Regions from separate parts of the Mus musculus genome. Here region 2 is linked to region 1. A link is a contact called in public ChIA-PET data. All regions are on one chromosome and are shown on one strand. The core of a region is the stretch at or near the end of the contact, and the rest is flanking DNA. Distances in the headings are between cores, read along the strand shown.

Region 1 (3,230 bases), core at 142-2,641:
TTATTTCTCTCACTTGTGGCACTGGGAAGAGAAAACATTGATATAGGTAACTCAATGTCATAAATAACATAGTTTACTGTACTAACTATAAAAACTGTACAAAACACACTATACAGCATATTGTAGATTTTAAAGGGTTTTCAGTGGTGGTCTTAATTATTATATCTTTGCATTAACTTATTAGAAAAATTAATCTTTTTTAGCAACTCTTTAAGATGTATTATTTTTTAAATGATGTGTATGTGTTTATCTGTATGTAGATTTGTACACGTGAGCGCAAGTGCATGGCAGCAGAGTCATGCTAATGTGTAGTGGGCCCGTGTGCATGCTAGTGTGTAGTGGATCTGTGTGCATGCTAGTGTGTAGTGGGCATGTGTGCTATAACTGGTTGCTCAATCAGACCATGCGTCGAGTATGCCGTGAGATTGTTGTTGCAGTTGTTGTTTGTTTGTTTGTTTGTTTTTTGAAACAGTTTCTCTGCAGCCTTGGCTGTCTTAGAACTAAGTAGACCAGTCTGGCCTTAAACTCAGAGATCTGCCTGCCTCAGGCTCCCAGGTGCTGAGATTAAAGGTTTATACCACCACTCCCTGACAGTTGAGTGTAGTATTTTAAATTAACACTTTAAGAACAGACTTATTTAGTTAGAAGAAAGTAATGGACTCATACAGAAGATGGCAATGGGCAAGTTGTTTTAAGGCCTCAGACTTAAAAGCTTCTGCTATTAGGGCTGGTTAGAGATCCCAGTGATTAAAGGCATGTGGGCACCATGCCTGATGACCTAAGTTTGAGCCCTAGAAATCAATGGTAGAAGGAGAGAACCAAGGCCTGCAAGTTGTTCTGTGACCTAAGCATAAGAGCTGGCATGGTGCCCAGTGGGTAAAAGCACTCGCCATGCCACGCATGATGGCCTGACTTCTATCCCTGGGGCCCATGGTGAAAGAGAGAACTGACTCCCAAAAGATACCTTCTGCCTCTACATGTGCACATCATAACACACACACACATACATACACCCAACAACAACAGCAACAATAATCAGCCTTTAAAAGTCTGTGCTAAGTAAATACAGCTGGTGAGATGGCTCAGCAGTGACGAGCACTGCTGTCGTCCCAGAGGACCAGTGTTCAGTTCCCATCACCCATGTCAAGCAACACACAACCACATGTAACTCTAGCTCCAGGGGGTCAGTGCCCTCTTCTGACCCCCATGCTCTCCCACACACATGCACACAGATACAATCATACCATACAGTCACACCACACATACTCAAAAATAAAAATAAAATAAATCTTTATGTGAGCCATCGCACATGGGTTCTGGAATCTGAATGAGCAGCAGGCATATTTAATAACTGAACTGTCTTTCTAGCCTCTCACCCTTCAAAATACAATCAATACCTTCAAAAGACAAAGCTACAATCAGGGAACACTGGACTATGGACCTTGCTAGTCACCGAGTTGAAATAAAGTTGAGAAACTTTGGATGAGTTCCAATAGAAATATAAACATTGAAAATCAAGAGCCAAGTGATGGAGAAGGCTAGAGGAAACACCTGGGCTGAGTCCATAGTTTTGTTTGTAAACAAATATTTTATGTCCTGACCTACCCTTACAATTAAAAATAAGTGTTTCATATTATAAGCAGAAAACTTGGAGCAGAATGCTGTGAATATTTGCTTTTTTTTTTTTTTTTTTTTTTTTTGGTTTTTCGAGACAGGGTTTCTCTGTGTAGCCCTGGCTGTCCTGGAACTCACTTTGTAGACCAGGCTGGCCTCAAACTCAGAAATCTGCCTGCTTCTGGAATATTTGCTTTTTATTTTAATAATTTGAAACACTGGAAACTTAAAACTAAGAAATTTGACAAATTTTTTTAATATTTAATTTAAAAAATGATTGTACAGAGATGTACATCTACACAGATGCCCAGGGTTACTGCATGCACTCAGGCTTCTGCACAAAACATTTGTGACAGTCCCAGAAACCAAAATGGGGGAAAGTCCAAGTAGAGATGGAGAAGTAGATGTGCTAACACATGGGAGGCTGAGGCCAGAGGGTCACACGTTTAATCATGACCAGCCTAGATTGGATCTGAATCTGAAAGTGAAAACTGCCAAAAGAAAACAATGAAAATACAGTGAGTGCTTCAACACGCAGCACATACGGTCTTGGGTATACTTAGCAAAAGGAACCACACAGGAAGTCACATGTGTATGCTTGAAAGTGTGTGAAGTATCCAGATAGAAAATAGATCTGCGATTTCTAGTGCCTAGGATAAGGGAAAGAATGGAAAATTGCTGCCAACTGCTTTTGAAGGGTTTTCATATGATGAAATACTCTGGAATTAGAGAGTGGGGATGCCTGTTCAATCTTGTGAATATATAAAAAGCAAAACAAAGAAAAACAGCCACGCTCAGTTTGACTGAGTTACACACTGGTGAATTGTACATATGGAAAGTATATTTCAAATTTACATAACTTTTCTGACCAAAAAAGAAGAGTCATAAAATATTTAAGGAAGTATTCATTAGTTGGCTTTCCCCTGTAGAAGCCCATATTACTATGGAATGGACAGTGCAAACAAGAGCTAGAAAAGTTGGAAGGACTGAATAGAGTCTAGAAAGAGACATGGACATCTGTGGGGAAAGAAAGTACCTAGTAAAACCAGCTGGGAAAGGCAGAGTTTTACATGAGTTTCAGTCACTGAAGCCACGGGGAGGACACTAGAACCTGGGGAAATGAAGACTGTGTCCTTTGAGCAAGGCTTTTTAACTAATGAGACAGAAAGGGTACCGAGAAACAGCACTCAGCTTGCACTTACCATCCCTTTATGTTCTACCCAGTGGAACCCCAGAATATATGCAGACTTTACTCTTGCCCTCTGCCCAGGGGCATTCATTAAATGTCCAAAGAAGACTGTACTTGATTGTGTTGTTGGCTGTCACTCTACACGAGTCACCACTGGGCACCACTGTGGCACATTTCATAAGGCAATATGGATGTCTTCATCTACCCACCGCAGAATTATGAGACCTGAGTAAAGTCCAGGCATAACTCATAGCTCGTTTATATCTCCAGGGGTTGTTTAAAGTGAGCTGGACCTGTGGTACAGGCCTATAATCCCAGTCACCCAGGAGGCTCAGGCAGGAGGATTGCAAATTCAAGACCTGCCTTGTCTTCAAAGTCACTTCAAGTTAGTCTGGGAAATGAAGAATAAAACTGTAACAGAATGAAA
Region 2 (2,956 bases), core at 384-2,883, 110 kb after region 1:
TATACATGGTGTTGACATGTTCTTTTAAAACTAACGCCTCAGACTAGCAGACGTGAAGCCCCAGAAAGATAAAGCCTCCATAGGGGTGAGGGACTCGTTCTTCCCAAAATTTCTTAAAAAGGACTTTTCTCTCCAAAAGAAATGTTCTCCTTTCTTCTCCACCTTCACAGTGTTCACTGTTAACGTGTTTCAAACTCGAATCTCTGGGCATGGTGGTGCACACTTGGAATCCCAGCACTCAGGAGGCAGAGGCTGGCAGATCTCTGTGAGTTCCAGGCCAGCCTTGGTCTACATAGTAAGTTCCAGGCCAGCCATAACTATATAGCATGACTGTCTCCAAAATACAAAAATAAAAATTAAAAACAAAAACTTTTTTTTCTATTTTAGCAAAGAATCTTGTAGCAGAGTAGAGAACAATAGCACAGAGAATTATTCATCCTATTCTAGAGTAGCATTTATTCGGGTTTGCTTACACCTTAAATGAAATTTACTGCTTACTCAAAGACATTCTGGCCAGTATTAGCTTCATCGTTCACAAGGGGAAATTATTTACATTCCAGAAGCAAAGATTAGACTCAAGTGGACATGGGCACCTAGACCCTGCAAGAAAATAGACCAGATGAATTGATGAATTCAGACAGGTATCTAACTGCGAGCAAGAAACAGTTCAGAGGAATGAAGATTACAATACCATGGATGTCAAGGAGACTAGGGAAAGAACATTCCAGACCAAAACCACTCGCTTCACACAGAATACTGGATGGTCTGGTTAGAGACATGGGAAGTTCCCAGGGATTTGATTTGCTCACATTAATAGGTAAACGTGGTGAAATGAATACTTAATGTCACACGATAATTTCTTTACGCAACTTGCTAAGGCTGAGCTCGCAGCCTTAAAGAGAGGATGGAAATCATTTCCTTGGTGAGCGGAGGTGTGGTGTAGATTTCTATCACTGAACGGTTGGGGGGTTGCCCCCCGCCCAGCCCAGCGACGGGCCTTGAGAAGGTCAATGGGCCGCCCGGACTAAACCTCAGAGGCCAGCGCTGACGTCCTGCTACCGCACAACAGGCCACTGTCAAGCCGCACTTTAGACCCACGGAGCTCATCCCACAATTCAGAGGGCCTTAGGCAACCCGAAGGCCAGCCGCCGGCTTCCAGGACTCTGCTGAGGCTCCCCAGGGCGCCTACCAGGAACAAAGGGGATACCGGGGCCAAGCGCAGAACGCCGGACGGCACCTGCAGCCCCTAAGGGAGACCGGGGCGCTCCACTCGCGGTTCCTGCTGGCGCACTGCAGGAGCGCAAACGCACAGGGCGGCCGACGGGGACCGGGGGGCCCCCGATCCTGCGCGCAGCCCGCAGCCCGGCCTTTACCTGCACGTCACTCAGCTCCACGCGCAGATACAGCTCGCGGTGTCGCTGAGCCCAGTAGACATGCGGCGTCAGCACTTGAGTCTCCATGGCCCACGCTGTCCGGGGGAGCGGGGAGGCTCGGCTTGCTGCGCCTCGTTACCTCGGCCTGTGAGCCGCTGGAGCTAGCAGAACGCAGGCCTCAGACCCGCACGCTCCGCAGCCCGCAGCCCGGCTGTCTCGAGATAACCCACGCTCGCGGCTCGCGCTTGCGCAGTGAGGACCGGGGCGGGAGGGCGGGGCGAACCCAGCGAGGGAGAGGACGGGGCGGGACGTGGGAGAGGCTAGCGGCTGCGCCACGTGATCAGCGGCTCAGTGGCCTTCGGATCAGAGGCTTTTGAGCTCCTCGCTTACCTCCTGTGGCGCTTCAGAGAGGTCCTTGCACAAGAACATGAAAGTGAGAGGCTCTAATCTACAAAGAAAGGGCGGATTGGCGGCGTATGAAGAGGCTTGTGTGCAAGGATCCCTTCCAAGTTTTTTTGTATGATCGCAGCGTTTAGTGAGAACCCACTTCCTCCCTGGGCTTCAAGGCCACACACAGAAAGACAGATGAGCCATTCAAGACATACATTGGTGTTGCTTTTTTTTTTTCTTCCTTCCTTCCTTTCTTTCTTCTTTCTGTCTGTCTTACTATGTAGCTCTAGGTGACCTGAAATTCACTTGGTAGACCAGATCCAGGGACCTGTCGTCTGCTTTTGCCTCCCTTGTGATTTAAAGGTGTGCAACACCTCCCCTGGCCTCAGGCTTCCTGTTTTAAGAGAGATGGTTTCCATTCACTGCCCAACAAACAGAACAGCCCATTCGTTATAGCTATCTACATGAACTAATAAGCAAACAAACAAATCAGTTCCTTGGCATCCCTAGCCCCGTCCTGAGCATTTGAGGACCTGGATGCTGCAGACAGGCACTCTACTATAACCTCAGCTCCTTGTAGTGTCATCATCTGTTTCTAAGTTTTTCTGTAAAGGAGCACAGCTATTATGGGCCCATTTCCAGGGAAATCAATAAGGAGACAGAGACAGAGAGACAGAGATTAGTAAGAGGACTAGAGGACTAGAGGACTATAGCCTAGTCGGTAGTGGGTTTGATCCCCAATAGCACATAAATCAGGACTAGTGGTGAACACCTGTAATCTCAGCACTTGAGATGTTCAGAAGTGCAAAGTCATCCTTAGTTACGTACTGAGTTCAAGGCCAACCTGAACAAACAAAGGAAAGGGAAATAAAGTAGAGTTTATCATCCAGGCTAAAAAGTACACGGTGGTGGGGCAGGGTGAGGGAGACTAGAAGGCAAGGCCAGGGGCAGGGGGATGGGAATAAGGCTTTTATGATGATGTCAGTCAAATGAAAAAGAAACCACACTGTCCTCTCTAGAGACTGCCCCCCCCCCTCCTAGCCCTGTTTGGCTCAGGGCCATGTCTCCCTTCTCAGAGATCAGTCATTACTCCTGCAGAAAGCTTTCATTTGGTCCTTGACACTGATAAAGGCTATTGCCAGGACGTACGCCTAGTTTCTGCTGTTGGCAAGAGATCCTGCTTGGCTCTGATG

The links. ChIA-PET counts read pairs in DNA pulled down with a chosen protein or histone mark.
Region 2: a contact with region 1 is called in an RNA polymerase II ChIA-PET map of effector CD8 T cells, with 64 read pairs. The contact joins the promoter of Hacd3 here to the enhancer-like site in region 1. A contact is called at or near these places in 1 of 15 datasets of contacts at CTCF or cohesin (CD8 T cells), 1 of 484 Hi-C or Micro-C datasets (liver), 4 of 115 datasets of contacts at active chromatin or transcription factors (the SCID.adh cell line, effector CD8 T cells, embryonic stem cells and 1 more) and 3 of 9 other capture datasets (adipose tissue, liver and pancreatic islet).

Annotation. Positions count from the first base shown.
Region 1 is chr9:64,912,695-64,915,924 of GRCm38.p6, forward strand. Dennd4a (DENN/MADD domain containing 4A) reads left to right here. Exons shown (of 35, transcript NM_001162917.1): 34 at 1-46. Among named protein-coding and RNA genes, the nearest start is that of Gm39361, 19 kb to the right of the region's middle. Within about 2 kb of position 1,392, at least 40 of the 459 cell types and tissues checked have an H3K27ac peak or open chromatin away from gene starts, as enhancers often do. A contact at or near this core is called in CD8 T cells, the SCID.adh cell line, effector CD8 T cells and 2 more, where this site is marked.
Region 2 is chr9:65,020,084-65,023,039 of GRCm38.p6, forward strand. Hacd3 (3-hydroxyacyl-CoA dehydratase 3) reads right to left here and starts at 1,634. Exons shown (of 11, transcript NM_021345.2): 1 at 1,374-1,634. The coding sequence starts at 1,460.